Regions from separate parts of the Zea mays genome. Here all the other regions are linked to region 2. The links are chromatin contacts, called in public Hi-C and HiChIP or PLAC-seq maps. All regions are on one chromosome and are shown on one strand. The core of a region is the stretch at or near the end of the contact, and the rest is flanking DNA. Distances in the headings are between cores, read along the strand shown. Region 1 holds the start of LOC103643128. Region 2 holds the start of LOC103643126 (WAS/WASL-interacting protein family member 2). Region 3 holds the start of LOC100282567 (eukaryotic translation initiation factor 6). Region 4 holds the start of LOC103643124 (NC domain-containing protein-related).

Region 1 (2,784 bases), core at 32-2,531, 230 kb after region 2:
ACGCCGCCGCCGACAAAGGTTCGTATCAACGTCACGACCAAGAAGGCAGGAACGAATAATGTAATAAGACCAGCAAGTTTCCATGGATTCTTACAGGGTTGAGGGTGCTGTGCTCCTTGAAGCTCTCCTCCAGGAACGCAGACTGCTCCTTGGAGAGGCGCAGCTTCTTGCGCGCGGACGCGCCCTCGTCCTCATCGCTGGCGCGAGACGAGGACCGCTCGCCGCCGGCCCGCGCCGCGGCGCCCTCGGCGTGGGCGCGTGGGCCTCCCAGGTCCAGCGGGAAGGAGCCCGCGCTGTCGTTGGGCGACGACGACAGTGCCGCGGCGCCCGGCTCCTCCTCGTCATCCTCCAGCGCCAGGGCGCTCCCCGCCACCGACGGCGCCCGGTTCACGTCGAAGCCGCGCGCCGGCGCCTCGTCGCGCCCTACATGACAGATGCCTGCGGGGAAAGAAGAACGGCACCGCACGGTCAGGGCACCACCCGACTGATAAACCATGAATCTAGAGCGCCGAGTATCCGAATGAACAAGAAAGAACGCGGCTCTCACCGCCGTCCGGAGGTGGCCACTGAAGGCCGAGGCTGGACACGAGGCTGAGCCGCACTGCCGACTCCGGTGTGGCCGGCGCCGCCCACCACCCAGTAGTTCCCGTCGTCCCCGCCGCCTTGCTTCCCCTGCCGGTTCCGGCGGCGTTGGATCCAATCCCGACCCCAAGCCCCAGGCCCAGCTCCGGAGCCGCCCTGCCGGCGTCCGGCACTGCCGCGTCGCCCAGGCTCAGCCCCAGCTCCATCCCAGCACCAAGAAACAACTCAACCCCGACAAGCAGCAGTAGCAGCAGCCGGCCGTAGTACAGCGAAGGGAGCGAAGGTTTATAGCGCCGGCAGATCGAGCTGCGTGCGTTGTGGAGCAGGAGCTGAGGAGAGAGCGTGGCAACGGCGTGGGAGTGGGAGAGCTCAGCCAGGCGAGTGACGGAGCAAGCTGCGAGGACCCGGGCTTGGTTTTGACCCTTGGGGACGGCGGTTTGACGAGCGCACGTGAGTGGCCCGGCAAAAGGGAGCAGGCAGGGGAGCATCGAATCATGAGGGCAGGATTAAAAAAACCGCATGGCGATGGCCGATGGCATGGCCGCATGGGAGGAGCGCTGCGCTCCGTGGGCCGTGGCCGTGCTGGTGCTGCTCTCTTTTTCGGATGGCACGGCACGGCGGACGGGCATGCAGATGCAGCACAGCACTGGTGCGCAGCGTCGCAGTCGCAGCAGTGGCGGCAGCAGCATGGGCCAGCGGCAGCAGCGGCCACTAATAATTATGTTAATCATCACCACCGTGGGCGGGGCGGGCGACGTATCTTTCCCCTTTCGTTAGTAGCGCCCACGATCTTTATCAGAAAGCTGGGAGGCGCAGATGCAGATGCCACCGTGCTCACAGCTCGGCCGGCTCCGGGCGACCTCCGGCTCCGCCCGGCCGGGGGATGTGCGTATTTCTTGGGGAGCGTATTGTTTTTGTCCCAGGTGCTGCCATGAGCAACTTGCAGCAGACCTTCCTTTTCACTATTTGTATCCTTGCTATCGGCCATTTGTCCCCGAGACAAAGCATTACCCAGAACAACCAGGATGAATCGTCCGGTACTCCCGTAGACAGACAGACGAAATGCTCTTATTAAGATTTCCTAATTGGACAACGGCAGAAGTGTGTCGTATACTGGCTTATTAGATGCAGCAAACCATGACAGACGGCTACATCTTTTCAGAACACGTGTAATTTCTTATAAAATTAAAATACACCAATGGCGTTGGCTTTGCGACCTTTAGGGTGCGTTTGGTAGGGAGCCAAATAGCATGGAACGGCTTCATTCCGGTTTCTAATAATTGAATCATTTCATTCTGTGTTTGACAAACAGAACCTTACAGTTTTTGTTTGGTTGAAGAGTATAATAGAGTGAATCCACTCCGTTTATTGTTTGGTTGGAGAGACATGTGACTATTGAGTGGATGAGAGGGATGAGAGCGCTCGCATCTGGTCGTTTTGGTGCAGCGAGAGCATCCCAAATATTTGCTATTTATAGACTCCAAGAACTGCTCTGCTCTCCTCCATAGAAACCAAACATAAAAAAATAAGAATGGAGCCATTTCATTCCCTTCGCTTCTCAACCAAACACACCCTTAGCTTCTTCGTATAAGCTAAAAGTGACTAAAAAGAATACATTTTTTTACTATTTTGATAACTTTTAGTTCTTTTTGTTTGAATTTTACTCCCTAAGTCACTTTTGTTTTAGTTCCTAAGATCCAAACAGACCCTTGTTAGGTTAGATTAAGTCATATTAATCCAATGACTATTATTGCGGAGGATATTTAATGTCTACAAAATTGAGTACCTTATCTTTCTTTTCTTCTTTTTGGTACCATTCATATGATTTGCCTTACTTTTTTTTTGGGTAGAACGTCTCATGAAATACTAGTGCGTAGAGGCCCGTTAAGTCAGGGTCGTTCCTGACTTTTGGGGCAACCATCCACATATGTATTGAAAACTTTTATTCAATGCTTAAAAGTTTATAAGATGACAAATATAAAATATAGTCATAACATTTATTTGTTACTTGATATCACACTAAAAATGTATTTTAACATTTTGTGATATAAAGTCGACGATTATACAATCAAGATTAATCTCATCCAACAACTTTTCTCAATGCATAGAATCACCAAACCATTTAACCTCTCTTAATCCATTGTAGATCTCAAATAGTTCCTTAATAATTTTAATTTTGAAAAGATTTTCTCGGCCAATGCA
Region 2 (2,755 bases), core at 94-2,593:
GAGTTCGTCGTCTTCCGGGGCTGGGCTCGAGTCCGAGCCCTGGGGTCAAGCGAAGCGGAGTTCGTCGTCTTCCGGGGCTGAGCCCGAGTCCGAGCCCTGGGGTCGGGCGAAGCGAAGTTTCCCATGGCGCCTAGGGCCGGACTTGGCTGCTGTCAGCCTCACTCTGTCGAGTGGCTCAGCAGTCGGTGCGGCGCAGGCGGCGCTGTCCCCTTGTCAGACCGGTCAGTGGAGCGGCGAAGTGACTGCGGTCACTTCGGCTCTGTCGACTGGAGGGCGTGCGTCAGGATAAAGGTGTCAGGCCACCTTTGCATTAAATGCCCCTGCGATTTGGTCGGTTGGCGTGGCGATTTGGCCTAGGTTGCTTCTTGGTGAAGACTGGGCCTCGAGCGAGCCGAAGGTGTGTTCGTTGCTAGAGGGGGGCCTCAGGCGAGACGTAGATCCTCCGGGGTCGGCCGCCCATGCCCGAGGCTGGGCTCGGACGAGGCGTGATCGCGTCCCTCGAATGGACCGATCCTTGACTTAGTCGCACCCATCAGGCCTTTGCAGCTTTGTGCTGATGGGGGTTACCAGCTGAGATTTAGGAGTCTTGAGGGTACCCTAATTATGGTCCCCGACACATAGTTTGAGGCCTCAGAGTTGAAGTCGAAGCTATTGAAGTTTGCAGCAGCCCTCTGAAGATGAGCTCCAGGGACACCCATGGAGCGGCTAGCTTGGGGGGATAACTCCCAGAATGCTTGTTTGACCGGTAGGTTGGAAGTGTCGACGGAGTCTTCGTCCTCACCAGTGGCAGCAAAGAACTCCATTGGGAGCGGAAGATTTGACAGGGAGCGATGGATTTGAGCAGGGAGCGGTTTGGGGGAAGCGAAGGGAGGGAAGCACAGGAAGGGAAGAGGTCGGGCGAGCTCTCGTGAAGTCGGAAATTGGATTTGAAGACCGGCCGGCGAGGCGCGAGAACCACCTGGATGTTTGGCGGAGGAGACGAGAAACATCGAGATGTGCTGCAAAGTTGAATTTTCAGGGTTATTGTCGTTTTTTCACCGTTTGTCGGACTGCAGAATCCTCTTTTAACCCACCCAACCCTAGATTGTAGATTTTGGCCCAGATTATACACTGTAGCTCTAAAAATCTGGTCCGTTTGAATGCGTATGAGATTTTTTGCATTGGATTTTCATAATCCAATAGGATCCAAACAGGGCCCAAGACCAATTATCGTCAGACACGTCCCAATCTGAGCGAGAGATGTGAAAAAAAACAACGCGGAGTCGCGGACGCTAGGGAACTACTCCGCCGCTTCAGCGCGGGACAACACCACGCCGGCGCGGACCCACCAGCATTTTCAGGCCCAGAATTTCACGCGCTGACGCGCCTGCGCCTTGCGAAACACCCGCAGGCCGCAGGCCGCAGGCCGCAGGCCACGGGGGGCCCCGCGCCGCCCGGCCGAAAGGGACGATGGGACTGCGGCTGCGGACTAGTGGAGTGCTCCTGCTCCCGCAACAAATCCCAACCCCAAGTCCCCCCAACCAAAGCAGAGGAAAGAGCCGAGGACGCGAGGGCGACGACCCGGAGGAGCACCGGACCCGAAGGCGGAGCCCCCCAAGCCAGAACCCGGCGAGGGGGTCGGTGCCGACCATGTCCTCGCCCGCGCCCTCCCCGCCCGCCGGGGCGCCGTCGGAGCCGCTCCTGCTCCCGCTCCCGCCCCCGGAGTTCTACTGCTACCAGTGCGAGGCCACGGTGTCGCTGCCCGAGCCGGCCGCGCCCTCCTCGGCCAGGCTCCTCTGCCCGCTCTGCCATAGCGACTTCATCGAGGAGAACCCTAGCACCCCGTCTCCACCACCACCTCCGCCGCCGCCGCCCCCACCGCTTTTCCTCTCCGACTCCTCCTCCTCCTCGCTCTCGGACGACCCCGACGACGACTTCGACCTTGTCATGGACCCCGACGTGGTGCGCGCCTACCTTAGCCGCTTCGCCCACCGCCACCACCTCCAGCAGATCGGCCACGGCCCCGGCCCGCACGGCCGAGGGGAGCCGCCCGCCACGGCCGCCTCCATCGCCGCGCTGCCCACGGTCGAGGTTGCTGAGCCCACCGCCGTCTGCGCCATCTGCAAGGACGACCTGCCCCTCGCCTCCGAGGCGCGGAAGCTCCCCTGCGCCCACCTCTATCACTCCTTCTGCATCGTCACCTGGCTCGGGATGCACAACTCCTGCCCCGTCTGCCGCTTCCGCATCCCCCCCGCCGACGACCCCGACCAGGCCGCACCGTCGCAGCAGGACCCGCCGCCCACGCGGATCACCATCCGCTTCAGCACCACCACACGCCGCCGCGTCCGCATCGGCAGCGATGCGCCACTGGCGTCTCATATCTCGGCGTCGCCCACGCAGCTCGCACAGGCTATTACCGGGGATGGAGCTGGTGGACCTGCCAATAGCGGCGAGACTGTGTCATCTGAGTGGCCTCCGCACCCCGAATCGGATACAGTCATGTCGGAGGCACGCGAGGGGGGTGGCTTTTTTGATTGAGCCAGAGGTTCCAATTATCAGGCAAGCCTATCGCAGCAAATCTCTCAACTTCACTCGCTAAATTTGTCTTCTATCCTTGGAGCATGAATTGAATTCCTTAGCTTCAGTAAACTAATTCGTTTTAGTGGAGTCAATGATTAGATATTCTGTGTATGTGATCATCATGTGTTGTAGGTCCTGTTACATTTTTTCCCTATATGGTTGTGTGTTGTCTGCTAGTTGATCAGGACATGCATGC
Region 3 (2,733 bases), core at 101-2,600, 250 kb after region 2:
TCAAGTTCCAACTGATTGACGATGGGACGTTGGGATAAATTCCAGGAGACAACATTCTAATATAATTAATTACTCGCAATTTAAAGGACAGAGAAAACCATGCTACTTGCTTCGATGTTTATTTTTACAAAAATTAAAAACATAGAGATACAGAAAAATCTGACCACGAGAATTGCTAGACTCTAGCGTCACATGAATTGGGAGTTATTGTAAGTTTTTGGGCCAAGGTGCTAGCGTGGAGAGTGAGTAGAGACAAGCAGCGTGTGTGCTTGGCAAAATAAAAGTTTTACTTTTTCTTTTGCTTCTTAAAAGACTGAGAGGTGCAGTGGATGAAATCTCGGATCTTGACAAATGATTCGGGCCTTTTTGTGTTGCTTTTTCTTTTGCTTCTTTAAAGACTTTGAGAGGTGCGGTGAAGCTTGAGTGCAGTAGGTTTCGAAAGGCACGACTTACACGAAAAAAATGGAGAAAAAGAGAAAACAACAAAAACTGGAGATGCGGGGTATCGATCCCCGTACCTCTCGCATGCTAAGCGAGCGCTCTACCATCTGAGCTACATCCCCTTTTGTTATTATTATAAAATAGTTAATATTTGGTAATAATGAGCTAGACTAAGTTGGACCATGTTAAGAAAAATTCATTAGCCAATTACTTAGCATGTGAAAATCATGCGCACTGGTGTGAGATTTGTAAGAGGTATATAAAGTATCTATGGTCTCATGATATTAGAAAGAGGACATGAAAAATCAAAGGAGTTTATAGTGGAAAAAGGAGGCGGACACAACTGCATCGCCAAATTCATCACACCTGCATGCACAACCCTGAGTTGAGTGAGTTCCACGTCGTGCTCTGTAGCATAGCAGACCCTGTGGTGGTACTACCCGTAACATGTTGTTGGAGATGTCTAAAGTGTTGGACAACAGTGTGCCCTATGCCCCTATGTCTATAGGATCTCGAGCATCTCAACGAAGGAGACAGTCAACTAATCGCTCTACTAGAAGTCTAGTTCAGCCATGATAGTAGGCCCACCATCTTACGAGTGGGACAGATGATAAAGTTGTTGCTTACCAACATCCACGCAAGGTCATATCCCTTGATATTGAAAAGATGTCACTGACACATGGGACCTGCCTGTATCACCGAGAGCGGCAAGTATGCAATTTGCAATGGCACGATAGTAATCGACATTAATTAAAGCAAAAAAATCAATGTTTTTTTAAACAAAAGGGCTAAGAGCCCAAGACAGACGACGTAGCCCAACTGAATGCCCTCCTGCAGCCCAGCCCAACCTGTGCGATCGGGTCGGTCAAGCAACCCATTCGATCGGGTCGCCTTCAGACCTGACCTCTCAAATCAAACCGGGACCGGGTGGCCTCTTGCCCTCTTCCGTTCCGTCTCATTCTCATCCCCGACCCCCGCACCGCAGCGTAAACCCTAGTCCCCGGCGGCGACCTTGCGGCCTCCGCTGCGCTCTGACTGGTAAGCATGATCGCTCCTCCTCTCTTTCCCGCCCCGCTTCCCTAGTCCCTATTTTCTTTTCCACGCTGCAGCGTGCGTCGGTTAGGTTCTTGGGAGGTGGGGGTGTCTCGGGGATTCGTCGTGGCGTGCACCGGCGTCTGCCCCCACCCGCGCCTAGCCGCGAAGGTGAAACCCAGATCCCTGCCTCCCTGGCCGTACACGTGCCCGACCGCCTCTTCCCACCTCGGCGCCGCGGCGGCGGCGGCGCACCTTTTCCTCTGGAACCACCGAGGCACCGTGGAGTTCTTCCTCCTGGGCCTGTAGATGCGCCACCTCTAATCGTTTTTTCCCCTCGTTCGATAAGTTCTTAATCAGCTCGGCGTTTGATCTGCAGGTGCGCGTTTAGACGAGGAGCTGCGGCGGCCAAGACCAATCGACCATGGCTACCCGTATGTTTCGTTTTTATTTCCTTCGTGTCATATTTCTGGGTGCGAGTTTTGTGCCTAGATGATTCGTATGTGTTCGAGTTGGCGGTGCTCTAATCTTTGTTTTAAGGTTGTTATATGGCATGTTAGTGTCATCAACGATTCATGATTAATAGACTCAGTAGCTACCATTTCATGATTTATGCAGCGTATCAGAGGCAAGATATAAATCTTGGGTTCAAAGTTGCACTTGATTAGCTGATATTATTTTTGTATTGGCTAGTCCATGTTTTTGGTTGGAATTTAGTCTTGAATGATAGTGTTGCATCCGGTTTGCTCTATGTTTAAGCCGCTACACACCTGTGAAGGCTTGTGTGTAGTTTCTAGAATCAGTATTTTGACAATATTACAGTCATATTGCAATAGTTGCATGTGCTAGTGTAAGAATTGTTCTGTTCATTTTTTATACATGCTTTGTTCTCTTTTGTTTTTTCATCAATGAAAAAAACATAAAAGATACAGTTTTTTTATTTGTCTAAATATGGGTGGGTTAACCTTTCACCCTGCTGGTCATGGAATATGTGTTTTCAATTACTTATCTGCAACTTGTGGATGCGGACTCTTTCAGGTATCCAGTTTGAGAACAACTGTGAAATTGGTGTTTTCTCCAAGCTGACAAATGCTTACTGTCTGGTAGCGATTGGAGGGTCAGAGAACTTCTACAGGTTAGTCTTACATATTTCTTTGAGACTTGACATTTGGGTCATTGGGCTCCTTTGGTGGAAGTGGATGAAATGCTAACTCTAACAGTGTGTTCTCCTAATGTTGTCCAGTGCCTTTGAGGCTGAGC
Region 4 (2,819 bases), core at 305-2,804, 160 kb before region 2:
TTCCCGAACACGTCGTAGTCGCCGAAGCAGCCGTGCCGGAGGAGGTGCATGGCGCGGCGCACGGCGGCGGCGCCCGCGTCGGCGCGCGCCGTGGTGCACGTGCCCCCGCGCAGCCTGGCCAGGAACGCCGCCGCGGCCGCGCCGTACTCGAAGCGGTGCGCCGCGCCGCCGCGCAGGAAGCAGTCCAGGCAGGTCAGCACCACGCCGCTGTCGGGGAGTTGGAAGCCGCAGTCCGGGAGGGAGGCGGGACACGCGGCGCCGTCGGGCCCCTGCTGCGAGAGGAGGAGGCTGCTGGACGCGGCGACCACGGCCGAGTCCAGGCCCGCGTTGCCCGCCTCCTTCTTACGCGTGAAGTGCACCACCTTGCTGCCGCCGACGTAGATCCCTGCATGATTTGTTGCCGAATGAGAACACTATTCCGCATCCATATGCATGCCATTCTCTTCTCCCCCACACATGCCAGTGATGAAGGATCACCCCGTCTAGGAAGGACGTCCATAATGTGCGGGAGCGGGACAACAAAATGTCGGTCCCCTACAGCAGCTGCGCAGAGTGACAGGAACAGAACAGGGTGTGGAAGCTTTACTTTACGCTTGCTTGCTTCCGGATGCAGATCATCAATGGCCGGTGAAGTGAGGAGATGCAAAGGAAAAGAGCCATGCATGCGTGGTAACTCTCTCAGTCTCAGCTGGACAAATGCATGGGAGCGCAAGGACACAAAGTCGAAAAGCATGTGTCTTTGTTGGTCACCGGATCTGACGACGACCACGACGGCGTAACTAAGACGGTGGTAACGATTCTTTCGAGCAGAGTGTTCCCTGCTGTACGGATGCGGCGGAAGTGCAGAGCCAAACCCAAACCAACCGCCGCGGAATCACCCGCGAACTCGCTCGCTTCCTTTTCCTTGTTGATGTTGGGCTTCAACGACCCACCCGGAAAATGAGAATGCCGCAATTCAGCCATTCAGGCGTCCCCCCGCTGCCGGATTGAGAAGACTGAAGACCAGATGAGGAAGAGGAGGGCGGACGCGCCGTACCGTGGTGGGAGTAGGTGTAGCCGGCGCGCCAGGTGTAGATGTGGTCCCCGGGCTTCATGTCCGACAGCTCCACTCGCTGAGACAGCAGCCCCATCGTCGTCCTTCCCCTCCCTCAGGCGCGCGGTCCGGTCAGGCCTGGGTCTCCCCCGGCTTCTTCTTCTTCTTCTTCCAACAAGAGTGAGATCTTCAGCCTGCAGCCTCGCGCTACGCTGTCGCGTCACATCACATGGAGGCGGAGGGAGGGAGCCCGCCGTGACGCGACGCGACGCAACGCGAGTGCGAAGGTGGAGCGAGGATGTCGTAGTGGTCCGGTGAGTCGTCAAGCTGCATGCGGGTGGCGGGGTGGGCAGAGGAAGGAGCCGCTCTACCCGCCTTTGCTGATCTTGGTGGTTGGTATAGCGATGATCCAGATGTTAGTTTTTATCTTCTGGACCGAGGTCTCGGCATGTGGGTGCGTGGTGGATGTGCCTGCACTGCAGCAGTGCGGTGTGATCTGCCGTGCAGCGCTCGGGATTGGCGTCTGATATTCCAAGGTCATGTGTACACCATGCACTATGCCTCCTCTAGCTCTCGTATTTTAACTCAGCCGTTCCGGGAATCGTGTCTGAATGATCCTGGAAGCTGTTGCTTACTACCCCGATACCCCACTGTGGCTCTCTCTCTCTATCTCCTCAGTCCTCGCCTTTGAAAAAATAACTACACCCCATTCTTTTTTTATTTATCATGTCTTATTTAAAAGTTAACTAGACCACGATAAATATTCAAAAACCAAGGTAGTATATTATACAACTACACACCATTCTTTTTTTATTTATCATGTCTTATTCAAAAGTTAACTAGATCACGACAAATATTCGAAAACCAAGGTAGTATATTATACACTTAAAACTGTCTATGTAAACAGCGTAAGTAACTAGTTTCCTTTTGTTAATTCATCATTTTACTTATAGTTATTTTTTGATGAATATGTTTTTGTCCTCGAGTGAATTAACTTCCAAAGGTGTCTTAAGTCAGTATTTTTGAATTTATACTAGGTTTGGAAAATGCATCAGTATTTATGACAATAAATAACCACACAATATAAATATACAATATAAATGTACTCTATGTGCAGTACCGAAGCTAGAGAAAAATTGAGGATGATGCTTTTGCCTTGTGGATGCATAGGAATTTATTTTAGGGGTGCATATATGGTGACATTTTAACTAATTCTATATATTTGTGTTTTTTGGGTGCATTTGCAGCCGGTACATATAGTCTAGCTTCTAGCATTACTAAGGTTCCTATAAATCACATAGATAGATTTTGTTTTAATGAGACATGAAAATATGTGTGTTCTATTGTTTAGGTGACTGTAAATATGGAGCCAACAATCAAGGTTCGAACCCACATATGTACACAATTTAATCTTGTTTTTGCATAAAGCGGGAAGGGGAAGGGTGACCCACGACGATCGTGGGATCGTGAAAACTGGCACTTTATATAGTACATAGAAAAGATATAATAAATAAAGAAAAAATTAAATAAAGAAAGAAAATTCAAGAGAGAGTGACAGAGATGCATGAAACCACTGAATCAGGACATCGATATGGTTGTATGCACACATATGATTTATAGAGGTTCAGGCCACTATCGTAATACCCTACATCTTCAATATCCTAAGTGCGGCGTGAGTTTACACGCTCAGATGATGTCTGACCTAATGAGGGAGGAATGCCCTAGTTGTCACTTGCAATATCTATTACTGATCGAGGGAGGGAGTTCAAACTCGAACGAGGGCATT

What was found. A called contact is a pair of places that touch in the nucleus more often than the background predicts. HiChIP or PLAC-seq counts read pairs in DNA pulled down with a chosen protein or histone mark.
Region 1: an H3K4me3 HiChIP or PLAC-seq map of leaf shows a contact between it and region 2, with 4 times the contacts expected there. The contact joins the promoter of LOC103643128 here to the promoter of LOC103643126 in region 2. A contact is called at or near these places in 4 of 25 Hi-C or Micro-C datasets (ear, endosperm, leaf and 1 more) and 1 of 3 datasets of contacts at active chromatin or transcription factors (leaf).
Region 3: a contact with region 2 is called in a Hi-C map of leaf, with 4 times the contacts expected there. The contact joins the promoter of LOC100282567 here to the promoter of LOC103643126 in region 2. A contact is called at or near these places in 5 of 25 Hi-C or Micro-C datasets (ear, leaf and tassel).
Region 4: a Hi-C map of ear shows a contact between it and region 2, with 2.7 times the contacts expected there. The contact joins the promoter of LOC103643124 here to the promoter of LOC103643126 in region 2. A contact is called at or near these places in 3 of 25 Hi-C or Micro-C datasets (bundle sheath, ear and tassel).

The regions. Positions count from the first base shown.
Region 1 is chr1:202,542,586-202,545,369 of Zm-B73-REFERENCE-NAM-5.0, forward strand. It overlaps LOC103643128, which reads right to left and starts at 1,282. Exons shown (of 4, transcript XM_008666281.4): 1 at 548-1,282; 2 at 95-438. The coding sequence starts at 1,070.
Region 2 is chr1:202,314,528-202,317,282 of Zm-B73-REFERENCE-NAM-5.0, forward strand. It overlaps LOC103643126 (WAS/WASL-interacting protein family member 2), which reads left to right and starts at 1,344. Exons shown (of 2, transcript XM_008666280.4): 1 at 1,344-2,538. The coding sequence starts at 1,450. The coding sequence ends at 2,517.
Region 3 is chr1:202,568,354-202,571,086 of Zm-B73-REFERENCE-NAM-5.0, forward strand. It overlaps LOC100282567 (eukaryotic translation initiation factor 6), which reads left to right and starts at 1,351. Exons shown (of 8, transcript NM_001155475.2): 1 at 1,351-1,479; 2 at 1,853-1,907; 3 at 2,512-2,608; 4 at 2,717-2,733. The coding sequence starts at 1,898. TRNAA-AGC (transfer RNA alanine (anticodon AGC)) reads right to left here and starts at 563; the gene lies at 491-563.
Region 4 is chr1:202,154,636-202,157,454 of Zm-B73-REFERENCE-NAM-5.0, forward strand. LOC103643124 (NC domain-containing protein-related) reads right to left here and starts at 1,555. Exons shown (of 2, transcript XM_008666278.4): 1 at 1,037-1,555; 2 at 1-385. The coding sequence starts at 1,130.